Linked DNA regions of Mus musculus: region 1 is linked to region 2. The links are chromatin contacts, called in public Hi-C maps. All regions are on one chromosome and are shown on one strand. The core of a region is the stretch at or near the end of the contact, and the rest is flanking DNA. Distances in the headings are between cores, read along the strand shown. Region 1 overlaps Ptbp3 (polypyrimidine tract binding protein 3). Region 2 overlaps Susd1 (sushi domain containing 1).

Region 1 (4,741 bases), core at 90-2,589, 120 kb before region 2:
TCTATGTGGTCCTGGCTTTAGCATCATGAAGGACACAGGAGTAAAGGGGTTGTGGAATCTTCTATAGTTAAGGAGAACCCCTGGGGCTAGGCACTGTGTGGTAGCTGCCTGTGTTGGGTAGATCCTTGCTGCTTTGAACCACAGTGTTTAAAAGTCCAAAGTTCAAAGTCCCTTTTAAAACTCAAGGAAGTCCCTAATTGTAGTCCCTTGTAAAATCAAAAAGCAAATTATATAGTAGCACAGAGCATACATTACTGTGGGAAGCCGCCCTCACATTCGCCATTACAAGATGGCGCTGACATCCTGTGTTCTAAGTGGTAAACAAATAATCTGCGCATGTGCCAAGGGTAGTTCTCCACCCCATGTGCTCTGCCTTCCCCGTGATGACAACTCGGCCGATGGGCTGCAGCCAATCAGGGAGTGACACGTCCTAGGCGGAGGATAATTCTCCTTAAAGGGGACGGGGTTTCGCCATTCTCTCTCTTGCTCTCTGGCTCCTAAAGATGTAAGCAATAAAGCTCTTGCTTGCTCTCTGGCTCTTGCTCTCTTGCTCTGGCTCTTGCTTCTTGCTCCTGAAGATGTAAGCAATAAAGCTCTTGCGCTCTTGCGCTCTTGCCCTCGCTCTTGCACTCTTGCTCTCTGGCTCCTTAAGATGTAAGCAATAAAGCTTTTGCCGCAGAAGATTCCGGTTTGTTGCGTTCTTCCTGGCCGGTCGCGAGAACGCGTGTAAGACATTACCATTCCAAAAGAAAAGAATGGAGGCATAGTAAGGAAATAAGTAAGGAAAGAAAGTAAGAAAAGAAAAGAATGGAGGCATAGTAAGGAAATACTGAACCAAAGAAAGACTGGAACTCAACAGGGCAAATTCTATAAACCCTACAGCTCCGCGTCCAGTGTCAGAAGGGCTGAGATGACTCCATCCCTCCAGCTCTGCTGCCTGCAGGATACATCTCTTCCTCTGCCTGGTTTCATTCCCCATGCACAGTTTTCCTTTGTAGATACCTCATAACTCTGGCGTGCTTAATATCTTGGCATCTCCAGTGCAGCCCAAGCTGTTTGTCCTCTCAGGGCCTTTGTGTAGGGACATGCCTGGCATAAGTGGTTCTCCTATACTCTGGAAGATTTCACAACCTCTTTATTGTTGGATCCTTCATGACTCTAAAGCCAGAACCACTTGGATGGTGCTGCTATGTTTAGGTGCTTGCTTTGAGATGGATCCTGGCCCTCTTGAACCACATTTGCAGCAGATTTTCTTTGTTGCTTTTACCAAAGCAGAAAATTCCTAATGCCTTTTATAGAAGTTGGTAGCCTGATGGGTGCATTTCAGGGCTTTCATTTCCCCTTAATCTTACCTCTTTCAGCACAAGCCTTGGCTCCTTTCCTGGGGCTCTTATTGTCATCTTCTCTTCAAACTGTGCATTTTGTACTTCTTTTTCCCTTATTACTCTTACTCATTGTAGATCTGCATAACTGTGATTACTAAGAACCACATGGCAGAGTCAATACTAGGCTAGAGACCATTTTTTGTGGTATTTTTGCCAATGACTGTATATGCTTTCTGCCCTTGTCCTAAGAATTTGTTGCAACATAATTTAAAAGTAACACTAATTTCTTTAGTGGACAAATCTCTAGCCCAGTTGCTAATATTATTCACCCTCGGTGCTAGAGAGATGGCTCAGTGGTTAAAAGCATTGACTGCACTTCCAAAGGTCCTGAGTTCAATTCCCAGCAACTACATGGTGACTCACAACCATTGCTATTGGGATCCGATGCCTTCTTCTGGTGTGTCTGAAAACAGCGACACACGTACCTTTGGATCTATATGACTAAATGAAGAGTTGTAGGGTGTGTGTGTACCAAACTGAAATGTATCTGAATTCAAAAATTATAAAGTCTAGAGCCCTTAGACATCCTTTTACTTGCCCATCATCATATCAGTTATGATGGGACTGAGACTTACTTCCAGTGTTCTTTGCTATGCATGTAAATTCTAAATATACTAATTAGTAGGACTACTTTATTCCTTTCAATAATTATCTGAGTACCAGTTTGAAAATAAGTACACCTGTAAAGCATTTCCTAGATACTTAAATGGTGATGTTCGTAGACACCCTTGTCTTTTCCTAAAAGTGGTTCAGTAGTTCAATGATTGGTTGCATTGTTCTGTTAAATTTGTTTTCTGTTTATTGCACAAAGTAGCACTTAACAGTCAAAGGCTTGAATTGTAACTGGTTTTTATTTTATTTCACAAAGATAATAACCTATGTGATCCATCAGCAGAGTGTCTGCATTTGCTTCTGTAATGTTGTGGTAATTTATATTCTTATAAAAGATACTTTTAAACCTATGACTCAACACTGCCACCACCCAGCAGGTGTGTTAGTCAGTGTCATGAGGTCATGCCTAACAGTCTAGTTACCTTTTCCCGGAAACTAACAAGACTTACTTTCTCCTATAGATGTTCCTAGAGACCTGGGTGAGCAGGACTATTTTCAATTCTCAGTACCATCAGTTGGATTAATACTCTCAGTCTTTAGTTACAAAAGTCATTGTTTAGTTCTTCCCAGTGCTGTTGGAAAAAGAAAAATCTTTACCATAGCTCCTTAGGCCCCACAGACAAATGTTTACACCATTCCTCATCCTTGGTACCTAGCATTCTTGCCTGTAACACCTTGGCCTTTCTGGTGCCCTGCCCATCTGTTATCTGTCCTCCCGGCTAGCCCTGTCTTTACTTACCTTTGTGTTTCTTGGCTTTGCCATACTCCTTAACCTACAAAGTCAGGCTGATGTCCAGCTCAGACGCTTCCTCCTTAAGGAGTCTTCCTTCACTTAAGTCCTCTCCCTCAACACTGTACCTCGTTCATCCCTCTCTGCCTTAGTCATTATTATGTTGTTGTGAAGAGACACCATTATCATGGCATTGAGGGCAGCGGATGGTGGCGTGCAAGCAGCTATTGAAGCAGTAGCTGGGAGCTACATCCTGAACTTTAGGCAAAGAGAAACTCTGGGCGTGGCATGGCTTTTTGACACCTCTAAATCCACCCCCAGTGAACACTTTTCAAGTAGTATGAGCCTATTGTGGCCATTCTGATTCAAACCACCACATCATCCAAGAGATAGAGTGGTTAAAGCTAGAGGCGCTGGGGCTGGTTTGAATCTTGCTCTAATGCTGTTCTGTAATCTTGGTGTGTTAATTACTTTTCTCAATACTGTAACAGAATACAAAAGCAATTTAAGGAAGGATTTGAGGGTTCGAGTGCATAGTCAGAGAAGACCAGGCAGTCAGAGTGATTTTACAGTGATTGCAGGGGCCACTCAACCAGCCATATTGTGTCCTCAATCTGGAGGCAGAGAATACACTAGGTGTCAAGCTGGCTTCCTCCTTTGTTTCTTTTTATTCAGTCCAAGAGGACATGGTGCCGTCTATATTCAGGGTGAGTCTTTCTTTCTCAGCTTGAAACAGCCTCCAAAAGCACCTAGAGGGGCTGGAGAAAGGACTCAGCTGTCGTGTGTACTGGCAGCTCTTCCATAGAGCCTAGATTTGATTCCCAGCCTCCACAGAAGGTGAAGAGCTGTGTTACTCCAGTTCTGGGAGATCTCACATGGTCTTCTGGCCTCTGGAAACCAGGTGCACAGTGGTATATAGCAGCAAGCAGAACATTAATTCCCAGCTCTTGGGGGACAGAGGCAGCTGGATCCCTGGAATGAGTTTGACCCTCACTCTGGAAAACATAAAAGTAATTTAGCATTGGTAACTACAGATCTGTTAGAAATATTCCCTATATTCTTGTTTATTCCTCCTTTTTATTTTGCTTATTTATTTTTTTGAGACTGGCCTCAATCTTTAACTCACAGAAGTTACCTTTCTCTGCCTTTCAAGAGCTGGGATTAAAGGCATATACTCCAGGCCTAGCTTTTTTATTTCTCTTAACAGAAGACATTTCAGCAAGACTGACCTTAACCACCTTCCTACTTTCTCAGTAGGGCTCCATTTAACCTCAGCCCTCTCTCCTCTTCTCATTTTTCTTATAATACTTTTGTTATGGTACCCTTTGCCAATTTATTGTCTTAATAAAGCAGAAAATTTTGTTGTCCCCCCACTTTTTTTTTGCCAGTGCTTAGAAAAGTGCCTTATAATTATTGAATTAGTTGAACAAGCCTTTGTTGCAACATCTTATATCTGCTTATAAAAGCCTTCAGAAGTAGCTGATGACTTAGAAGGATGAAATCATTGACTCATTTGACTTCTTGTTTCAATTCATACACTTGTGAACATCTTTATATCAAACTATTAGTTAATTACAGTTGTTACCTTCTGTTTTAGAATTGTACCATTTGTACATAGTATAAATAAAATTGGTTAGATGTTTGAGCACCTGTGGTGTACCAGTAACATGTATAGGCATTGAAATAATAATATATTAATAATAATAGTAATTATTATTATTATAGGCTTGGTTTAAGACATTTTGTACCAGAATTTTAATAGAGAAAATTGTTTTTGTTTTATATATTAATGGGCATCAAACAAACAAAAAACCCCAAAAGTCAAATGCTGTAATTCAAAATCAACATATAATGTAATAGATGCCTGTGATCCAGCACTAGAAGGGCAGAGGCATGAATCAGCCTAGCTTACGTGGGGCCCTGCATCAAAAAAATCAAAACTAAAACCCTGAAACAAAATAGGCTTCATAAACCAAGATGTATTTATGCAGGTACATTAGCTTAACATTTTCCC
Region 2 (4,307 bases), core at 76-2,575:
CAGGAAGCAGGATTGGGGACCAACAGAACTAACTAAGAGAAAGAAAGAAACAGTATGAGGATGCTACAACATCCTGGACTCTCTGAGGGGGCGGGGGGCGGGGCGCTGCAGCATCCGGGTCTCCCTGGGTAGAGGGCGCTGCAGCATCCGGGTCTCCCTGGGCAGGGCGGTGCGGCAGCATCTGGATCTCCTCTGGGTACGGGACACTGCTCCACTGCGGATACAACTTTCTGAAAGGCTGTGGAAACTCAGTCACTTATGACAGTGCCTCCAGGGACAAAAAGGGCAATAGCTGGTTCACTAGTGCCGATCCCCAGGGGATTTAACTCCTCTCCCCTTCCAGGCTGCATGTGCTGGAGTGCGTGAGCCACAGAAAGGAAACCCCAGAGCAGGAGGCAAGAAACAGTCACGTTGCCAAGGTGTATGCAGGGCTGGCATACATTAGACTTAAGAACCTGGGAAGTGTCTGGCTCCGCAGGAAAGCTCAAACAGGGTCATGGAATATTCTTTTTGGATGGAATGGCAATTCTTGTCTCCAGGAATGATAGAGCAATGCCTAACTTAAAATGGGTATTTGTTGTTATTTTTCCCCTCCTTTTTGATCTTATTGTAAAAGAAAGTTGTTTTATTATCCTTTAATCATCTGTTCCTAGTGTACAGAAACGCATATTTACCTTATGTCCTGCATCATTCCCGGACTCCTTTCCTGGCCTTCATAGGTTTATGGGTTTGTTTGTTTGTTTTTTAGGGTTTGAATTCTTTAGGTGTCTGCATCTAAGATCATGCCATTTGCAAAGAGAAATAGCTTTAGTTATCTGTCAGAGATTTGACTTTAAGAAGTGAAAAGGTAGGTTCCCCCATGCCATGCTGAACAACTTTTAAGTAGTTGGATAGCAGCGCCCCTTGGAAACTGTGCTACTTAAGGGAGTCGAGTGTTTTCCCACACTGCCAGAGTCATCACTGAAGTGCAAGGTTTTTTAGAACCAGCACAAGTGGGAGAAATCTGGCTTCTCACCAGATCAGGATCCCATGGCTTCTGCTAGAGGAGACCGTGGGTGACCAGGAACTCTGTGGAGAACTTACTTCTTTGCCCCAAGCTTCACCTGAGGGACCGTCCTTCATGGTAACACATGCCACTTCCCCCTTGGGATTCTGCAGTCACCTGAGTGAATGCCTACCACCCAGGCTGAGAGGAGCGAGGAGCAGTAGCTCTCTCCTGTATGCCTTAAGGAAGCTTCCAGTCGGAGCTCATTTCTGGGCCTCGCTGCAGCCTCTGAGTGGAACAGCAGTGGCATCCAGTGGCCCATCAGACTAATCACAGTTGGAGCCCTTCCCCACCCGCAGGCAGGAATCTTTTCCTTTTTTTGCCTGGTCAGGCAATGGGCCAGGCTCATTCATGATGAACCATCTGGGATTGCTTGAATTGCTCAATTCAGCATCCGAACCAGCGCGTGACTGGTGAGCAGCCGAGATACCAGCTGGACAGAGGCCCCGAGTCCACCAGGAGCTCCCCAAAGCCCATGGTTGAGGTTCATGTGTCAATTCTTTTATTTATTTATTTTTCTATTCTAGAAATAATGATAGAAATTCATGATGTGTTGGTGTTTAATGACACCTGTGTGAGATGGCAAATAAGTCCAGAGAGAGTGAACGCCAGGATCGTGTACTTGGTAAGCAAAGGGAGGTGCTTTACCTTGCAAATGCAGAAATGGAAATATGAGCCAAAAGAACTTGCCTATAGGCGCTTCACTTCCCCTCCCCCATTTTCCCTCCTCCTTCCCCACCACCCACCATCTCCTTCCTTTCCTTCTGCTGGCTCCTCTTCCTTCCTTCAGTCACACAAAGTGAAACCATATTTGTTTGCAAATGTATAGTAACAAGCTACAGATAGTGTAACTCATGAAACAGCACACAGTTAATTACTTGGTATAAGCTGGTGTAGACTCTTGCTTGAATATGCAAGTCTCCGTTCCTTGGCACATCTTCTTAAACAGAGATTCTTGAAAACACACATCAACGTTTCAGTTAGAGCCAACACAAAGGCCAAGACAAGGTTAGAAGATGCTTTCAACCTCCATTCATTTAGAAAAGAATTGTTTTCTCTAGCAGGCCGTGAACACTGTTATCACGCAGGTGACCATGGTGGAAGGCAAACCAATGATGCTTCTATAACTAGGAAAACACCAACTAAACCACACTGTTTAGTGCTGCTATCTTCCAGCTATACGGTTTCAATGAGAAATATGAAGGTTCTTAGTCAGTCTAATTGTTTTCTGGTTCTATTGCCCTGTTTTAAAAAATGGGTGGGATTTTTGAGCTATACACATATTTCACATCTAGCATGTATGCCATCTGACCAGGTATGAGTGTGGGACTGGCATTTCTGTTTGGCATTCTCTTTATTGCTCGTTTCCAAGCACTTGTGCTTTCCTGCCCCAGAGAAGGCTGGACGCACGTGCTGATTTGGCAGGAGAACTTCCTTTTATTGTTGATCTTTTGTGGTCAGAAGAGCCATGAATTCTCACTTCTGTCTCAGCTTAGGTCTCATTGGTTCCTGGGATGATTAGGCCTGGTCCTCAGGTACCTGATGGCAGAGCAGGCCCTCTCTCTCCTCCGTGGTTATTCAACTCCGGGGTTACATAGTATCTAAGATGGGACCCTCAGAGAAACAGCGCTCAGCACCATAAAGCCTCCGTTATTCTGACTGGAGTCATGGTGGATTCTCTTGTCTTTCCTCTTCTAAAGATACGCGTTGAAAGACAGCAGCCGGATGCTGCGGAATCAGTTTATGAGGAGACAGTCAATGTGACCACAGACAGCAGAACCCCAGAAGTGTGCCTGCACCTCCAACAAGGAACCAATTACACCATAAGCATTTCTGCAGCCCCTCCCAGGCGCTCTGTGCCCGCCATCCTTGGCTTCCAGACCCCTGGTAGGTAAAGGGAAAGAGGCATTTCCTCCTGGGGAGTCCTGAGCACAGATGTGGAGAACCAAGAGGGGAGGGGATTTCTGTTGGTGTGGGCAGAGGGATGAAGCTACTCCGTGGGTAGAGCCAGAGTAGGCGTAGTAGGAAAAATTCTTATTCTGTTGAGGTCCAGCTGAATGGCGCTGGCAACTGTTTCTCAGCTGAGTCCTTGGAGACAAGTGGTGGTAGCAGAAGGAACATTAGATGATGATGTCATGGGTTTCCAGATCTACAAGAGATAGAGGATCTTACAGCTTATATTTGCTAGAAAGCCCAACAGCCCTTTCTTTCCTTTGCTTAAGAAAGAGGAGGAACAGAGGAGCTGAAGGGTGGCTTCTTATTTACTATGAACTGGTCTGGCTGCTGAATCGGCTAACAGTGGTTACGCGGGAGCAGGAGGCAGCCCGAGGGTGCAGAGGGGTCCATATTGGTTGAATGGGGGAGTGGACCCAGAGGAGCATTAAGAAGTAGGAGCAGGAGCCAGATGTTGTAGTGCATGCCTTTAATCCTCGCACTCTGTAGTCAAGTGGGTTTCTGTGAGTTCGAGGGCAGCCTCATCTATAAAGAAAGTTCCAGGCCAGTCAGGGCTGCTTAGTGAAACCATGTCTAAAAGAAAAAAGAGAAAGAGGAATAGGGGCTGGGATGATGGCTCAGCTCAGTTAGTAAAGTGCTGGGCACGTAGCATAAAGACCTGAGTTTGGATGCCCAGCACCTGTGTTCAAAGCCCTGAATAGTCAGTCATGTATCTGAAATCTCAGCGCTGGCAGACAGGATGCCTGGGGCTTGCTGGCCAGCCAGTGAGTTCCAGGCTCAGTGAGAGACCTTTTGTTAAACATAAATAATTCAGGGCACCCAGAGTTGACCTCTGGCTCCTCTGCACACACATGCACCCTAGACACACGCAACCATACACACATATAAACACATGCATGTACAAAAACAGGCTTGTATGCGAAAAGTAGGAATAGATCACTGCATATAATTTATGGGATTTAAAAAATATTCCATAATCAGAGTGAGTTGTGTGAACTTTATGCTCAGGCTGGTGCAGCAAGCACTTTGCCAACAATGCTGCCTGCACAGCTCACATGGGTTCTGTTTTGCAGAGACTTCAGGACCAGAGAGTCAGCTTAGTAGACAGTACTTACTCTGCTTGCAGAGGGTCCGTCCACAGTACCCACGTGGCAGCTCACAACACTGTAACCCCAGTTCTGGGGAAGCCCATGTCCTATTGTGACCTCTATGGTCACTGTCATACACGTGCATGCACACACATACACACTAAAAACAAAAACAAAAAAATTTAAAAGAGGATTTATATTTAATAATACTTTAAAGATAA

The links. Hi-C and Micro-C count contacts between places; a contact is called where the count stands out from the background.
Region 1: a contact with region 2 is called in a Hi-C map of bone marrow-derived macrophages, with 24 read pairs. The contact joins two enhancer-like sites. A contact is called at or near these places in 1 of 15 datasets of contacts at CTCF or cohesin (large pre-B cells), 14 of 484 Hi-C or Micro-C datasets (B cells, the C2C12 cell line, the G1E-ER4 cell line and 10 more), 2 of 115 datasets of contacts at active chromatin or transcription factors (embryonic stem cells and kidney) and 3 of 9 other capture datasets (adipose tissue, liver and pancreatic islet).

What each region holds. Positions count from the first base shown.
Region 1 is chr4:59,494,644-59,499,384 of GRCm38.p6, reverse strand. All of the region lies in intron 5 of Ptbp3 (polypyrimidine tract binding protein 3), which reads left to right. Among named protein-coding and RNA genes, the nearest start is that of Ptbp3, 52 kb to the left of the region's middle. Within about 2 kb of position 1,339, at least 2 of the 459 cell types and tissues checked have an H3K27ac peak or open chromatin away from gene starts, as enhancers often do. A contact at or near this core is called in bone marrow-derived macrophages, where this site is marked.
Region 2 is chr4:59,378,224-59,382,530 of GRCm38.p6, reverse strand. Susd1 (sushi domain containing 1) reads left to right here. Exons shown (of 17, transcript NM_001163288.2): 7 at 1,573-1,670; 8 at 2,746-2,932. Among named protein-coding and RNA genes, the nearest start is that of Susd1, 58 kb to the left of the region's middle. Within about 2 kb of position 1,325, at least 41 of the 459 cell types and tissues checked have an H3K27ac peak or open chromatin away from gene starts, as enhancers often do. A contact at or near this core is called in bone marrow-derived macrophages, where this site is marked.